2 separate regions of the Macaca mulatta genome follow, and region 1 is linked to region 2. A link is a contact called in public Hi-C data. All regions are on one chromosome and are shown on one strand. The core of a region is the stretch at or near the end of the contact, and the rest is flanking DNA. Distances in the headings are between cores, read along the strand shown. Region 1 overlaps BCAR3 (BCAR3 adaptor protein, NSP family member). Region 2 has its middle 28 kb from the start of MIR760.

The links. A called contact is a pair of places that touch in the nucleus more often than the background predicts.
Region 1: a contact with region 2 is called in a Hi-C map of fibroblasts, with 2.4 times the contacts expected there. The contact joins two enhancer-like sites. A contact is called at or near these places in 2 of 14 Hi-C or Micro-C datasets (fibroblasts and liver).

Annotation. Positions count from the first base shown.
Region 1 is chr1:146,580,666-146,583,390 of T2T-MMU8v2.0, forward strand. The region is part of intron 1 of BCAR3 (BCAR3 adaptor protein, NSP family member); the gene reads left to right. Among named protein-coding and RNA genes, the nearest start is that of BCAR3, 13 kb to the left of the region's middle. Within about 2 kb of position 1,421, at least 1 of the 40 cell types and tissues checked has an H3K27ac peak or open chromatin away from gene starts, as enhancers often do.
Region 2 is chr1:146,459,791-146,462,505 of T2T-MMU8v2.0, forward strand. No RefSeq gene overlaps it. Among named protein-coding and RNA genes, the nearest start is that of MIR760, 28 kb to the left of the region's middle. Within about 2 kb of position 1,426, at least 12 of the 40 cell types and tissues checked have an H3K27ac peak or open chromatin away from gene starts, as enhancers often do.

The sequences.
Region 1 (2,725 bases), core at 171-2,670, 120 kb after region 2:
TTGGGAGGTCATTTTACTTTGAGGCTGGAGCATTGGAGGTGCTGTCACAGAACAGGAGTGGGTGGCTTTGAGGACCCCAGCCATTTCCAGGGTGAATTAGGAACAGTGTTTGGTGGATTACAACAGGAGGAGTGTGGTTCGGGGTTTCCTAAATGTGTTTGATCATAAGGACACATGGGCTTTTGTTAAACATTGGCCTCAAGGTTTCACTTGGGTCTCTCCAATTCAGACCTCTGGGACAGGAGCTGGGGGATGTGCATGATTCTGATGATCAGGTGATTCTAATGATCAGGAAAGTTGGAGAAGGTTGATATTAGGCATAGGCCTCCAAGTATGGAGAAGGGGACTATAGAGAAGAATGGATGAGAGGTTTGGAAAAGAAAGGGGTAGGGAGAAGAAAGAGGAAGGGACCAAGAGAGCTATGGAGAGTGGAGTGGAGAAGAGAATTCTTGCCCAGGGGACTCACATTTTGGATGCTGAGCAAGAATGATGTGATGTGAAGAACTCTGGGGTCATGACTGGGCTCAGTCACAGTAGCTGGGGGTCCCATGGTGGCTGGGAGGGCATCAGTCCCTGAAAAGTCCTCTTTTTGTCCCTTGGTGATTCATGCAGGGCATCTCAGGATCCCAGAGCAGGGACCAGATTGACATGGAAGTGGAGTTGCCAGCCACCAGTGTGATGTGATTTCCACATGCCAGGGGAGCTCCCCACCTTGCGCTCTGTGAGCATCCCTCACCAGAAATTCCCCCAGGAGCCAGGTGAGGCTGAAGCAACCCAGGTGTGGAGGGAATGACACAGGCTTTAGAATCCTGGTCAGATCTGTATTCTCATCCTCTGATACTTTCTAGACATGCAACCTTGGGCAACGTAGCTTCTCTATGAGCCTCAATTTCCTCATCTATAAAATAGGGATAATAATACCTGCCTCGAAGAGCTGTCATGAGGATTAAGTGGGCAAAGCACATAGAGTGCCAAGAGTAGGTGCTCAGGGCCTTGAGCAAGAGGCAGAGCCTTGGTGGTGGAGACCACTATAAGCTCCACTCCACACTGAGAGCCCAGAGAAGATGGGAGATGGACAGTGGGAGAGAAGCACAGGAGGTGAGCGTCCCTGGAGCTACTCTTGAGTTTCTGCTCCTACTAGTCACCAAAATCACAGCAGTCCGTGTTTACAGAGGCATCTTACCTGTCCCTATTTTTACTGTGTTACCAAGGTGGTAACAGTATAATATTATTTTTGTATAAAGTGTTGATCTGTTGTCCCCAGCACCTTGCACTTTGGGGGACACTATATGTTCATTATCAATATATTCTGAAATAAGAAACAGAAACCAGAAATTTAATCATCCAGTACCCAGTCCACAAGAAAGGCCAATGACTCACTTCAGAATATGCGAGGATTGTTCACTCATTTCCTTCCATGTGGTGTGTTTGTCACTGCCTGGTCATGCTGTGAGGAAAAGCTGCTCTCACCTTCATGTTCATGAACCTGAGACAGACGAGGTCACATGGAGATCACTCAAGGGGTTCGCTCTTCCTGGAAATGCTGACAACTGAGAAGTTTGCCTCCCACAGCTGTATGAAAGGTTTTGTGAGGAGGAGGTTAGGTCAGCACCAGGAGTTAGCCCCTCAAAGTGCTATTCCCTAAGCCTAGCACAGGAAAAAGAAATTTCCTCTGTACTGGGTGGGGGGATGACTGCTCGCTTGCTCCCTTGAAGGAGGGTTGTTGAGCTGGAGCAGTGCCTCTCACACAGGTCACCAGGAGGCTTGTTAAAATGTGGGTTCTGAGTCAGTGCCTTGGGGTGGGGCTGAGATTCAGCATTTATGACAAACCCTGGGCATTGGAGAGGCAGCTGCTCCACAGCCCCAGGACAGGGCTAGGACTCCAGGGTCACACCTGTGAACCTTCAGTGTGGGTTCCTGCCGTGGAGAAAATTCAAATGTATGTAGAGGCTTGACTGATTCCTGACCTGCTTGAGACCCCCACACACCCTGACCTTATGTCTGAAACTCTGTTCAAAAGTCCAAATCTCAAATATCTATGGAATGCCTAGCAAGTGCCAGGCACTGGGCTAAGTTTACCTAACCCAGCTTGCTTGCTTCTCTTAAGACTCACTGTGCCATTCCACACCACGCTCAAGCAATCAACACCAAACTCTCCCACTCACTCTGAGGAACAAGGGTTCACACTGGGAGGTGAAGCGGGCAGTGGAGACAGGGAGGCCAGTTTAGGGAGCTCCACATCCCAGCTCTGTGAACTTGGCTGGTTACTCTGCCTTTTTGTGCTTCCATTTTCTCATCTATAAAAAGGGCTTAATAACCCCCACCTCTCTGGGTTGCTGAAAGGATTAACTCAGATGATGTACGCAGAGTTCTTAGCCCTGGGCTGGTAAGCATAGCTGTTATGATTCATATTTAAGGTTGTGTTTCCTCCATCAGAACCTTTGGTGCTCTGTCCCTCTTTGCAGACACCTAGGCCAATTCTTGTGTGACTCCTTATGCTTGACTGTGTTACTATCTGGAAATTATTCTTACCATTTGGAAACCTCAGTCAACAGCACCATTAAAAGCAGTTCCAAATGGTTACCACACAAGAGGAGTGCCCCACAGCAGCTGCGTGTGCACTGGGGAGGGGAGTTCCTGTGAGGAAAGAACCAGAGAGGAAAGGGCCAACCCGACAGCCTCTTGCAGCCCTCCAGCTTGCTGTGCCAACTGCTCTTGCACTGGA
Region 2 (2,715 bases), core at 176-2,675:
ACCCAGCACCTAGAATAATGCCTGACATATAATGAAACAAATGCCTGGTCCTCAGTAAATACTTGACTAATGATGGAAAGTACTGTTACCTCCCATTTTACAGGTGAGAAAACAGGCTCTGAGTGGTTAAGTAGTTTGCTTATATCACAGCTAGGAAGTGGCAGAATGGGATACAAACCCAGACACTTCCGCTCTGGAGATGCCGACAACCATGACAGTAGGACAGCCCAGGTGCACAGCATTGAATCAGAGCAGGCCTGAGGTGGGGGCTTGTGTGGTAGGCATAGACCAAGATATTTAGCTTGTAGGAAGCAGAGGAAGGCCCTGAGAAGGAGGCAGTAGGCATTGAAGATTAACGTCAGCTTTGCGGCACTTGTGCTTTAGTCTGATCCTGGCTAACGGTGCTGATATCAGTCTCTCATGAATATAATCACACAGAAACCAACAGATATTTCTGAACTCTTTGTGTGTGTAAAGCACTGACGTAGGTGTTAAGAAAACTGTCACAAAGTACAAAAAGAGACACTTGGCACTCAAGGAGCTTATAATCTAATTGTGGAAAGCACTAGCATACGAAAAATAAAATAGCAAAGTCAGCAGTATTAAGAGTACTGTAAAGTGGCAGGTGGTTGATAACCAAACCAGGGGCCCTGAGAACCAGTCTTCACCACTAAGGAGGGAGCAGTCACCAAAGCCTCGGTAGGCTGGGGAGCTTTGTGTGGTGTGGGGCGGTAGGGAGCAAAGCTTCCTTGGGACTGGCAGAGCCAAGAGGGCTTAGGAGGTCTAGGGGAAGGTGAACTGGGAGGGTAGGAAAGCACAGAGGAGGAGAGCCCCTTGGCAAAAAGTGCTGTGGGGCAAAATACTGCAAAGGTGATAGGCAGGGACGTGGCAGGTAAACAGGGCTAGTCAGCTGCAGCCGGTCAAAGCCAGGATGGAGAATGTCATATGTAGTTTGTTGTGCACGGATATCACCTTAAGCTGGGAAGCAACTCAGAGACTTACAGGGAAGGAGAATAGAAGAGGAGTAAGATTGGGAATGCTGCCAGAGATGACATGGAGAAGCACAGGGAAGGTCAGAGAACCAAATGGCTAAGGGCACAGGCTTTAGAGCCAGCCTGACTTCCACCTCTACCTCTGCCACTTCTGAACTGTATGAAAGGCCGTGACACTCAACTTTCAGACTCATTTCCTCATCTGTAAATGAGAGAAAAAGAAAAAAGTTGTCTCCTGGAATGTCTGTGAGGTTAATACAGTGAGATAATATGATAACATACGTAAAATACTTAGGATAGTACTCAATAAATGGTAGCTTTCAAAAACCATGAAAGTGACCCACTGGGAATGCTGGGCTCTCAGCCCTGAGAACCAGAGAGCAATGCCAGACCATGTGCCTGCTGCCCCCGCACTGGAGGTGACCCCTTTCAACCCCTGCTTTGATGCCCAGCGGCCCATTCCTTCCCTCATACTCACAAGTGCCTGCTCACATATAAGGCTAAATCAAACTCCTGCAGAAACACGACAGGAAGCTGAAAAGATAACATAAAGCAGAAGCAGGGATTCCTGTTACCAGAACAGTGTTGGTTGAACAGGATGTGGGGGGACCAGGGAAACAGATGGCCGAGAGGCAGATATTGCGGAACCATCCAGGAAGTTATTGCCTTCCCAAGCTCAGGACAGAGAAGCTAGTTCTATTATTATAACTTTTTTTTTTTTGCGGGGAGGAGGGGTGTGGTTTAATGTACTGATTACTTGCCTGCCCCTGAAGGCAGTTTCAGGACTTCAGCAAAATACAAGTTAGCACCTGTTTTTGTAAGTATAGCTAAGATAGTTTTAGTTTGGGGGGTTTTGTTTTGTTCTATCTTCATTTTTTGTTACATTCCTGAATATCTTGTTCCTAGCTATGGTGGTTGTTTTGACATTGTCAATCAAGAATTCAGTGGGCAATAGCTTAAATGCCTTCAATATTACCATCTATTGCTTGTTATAAACAGAGTTGCAATTTCTTTCTTTCTTTTTTTTTTTTTTTTTTTTTTTTGAGACAGAGTCTAGCTCTGTTGCCCAGGCTAGAATGCAGTGGTATAACCTTGGCTCACTGCAACCTCTGCCTCCTGGGTTCGAGTGATTCTCCTGTCTCAGCCTCCGGAGTAACTGGGATTACAGGCGCCCGCCACCACACCCAGCTAATTTTTGTACTTTTAGTAGAGACGGGGTTTCACTGTGTTGGCCAGGATAGTCTCGAACTCCTGACCTCATGATTCGCTCGCCGCAGCCTCCCAAAGTGCTGGGATTACAAGTGTGAGCCACCATGCCCTGCCCAGAGTTTTAATTTCTAAAGGATTTTGTGAATTATTCACCGATGAAAGCAAAGCTAGAAATTGCAGCATAATTTCAAAATATTGCTTGGAGGATATGATCATGAGAAAACATAAAACTCTATTCTCCTGTCAATTCCTGAGCAAAAATTATCCTACAGTGATAGAATAAACTAGTCATAGGGGGCTTCCTGTGCAGCTAGTTTATATCATGTGCCTACTGTGGAGGGCTGCTTCCCTGCTTCACGAAGCCCCACCTCTCACAACCTGCAGCACCAGCTTTACCAAGTGAGGTTCACTTTATGTTCAGCATTTACTGATCACCTGCTACGTGTAAGACATTCCTCTGAACATGCTCCTAATTCCATTCGTTGAGTCATCAATCCCCAGGAATCCCAAGATC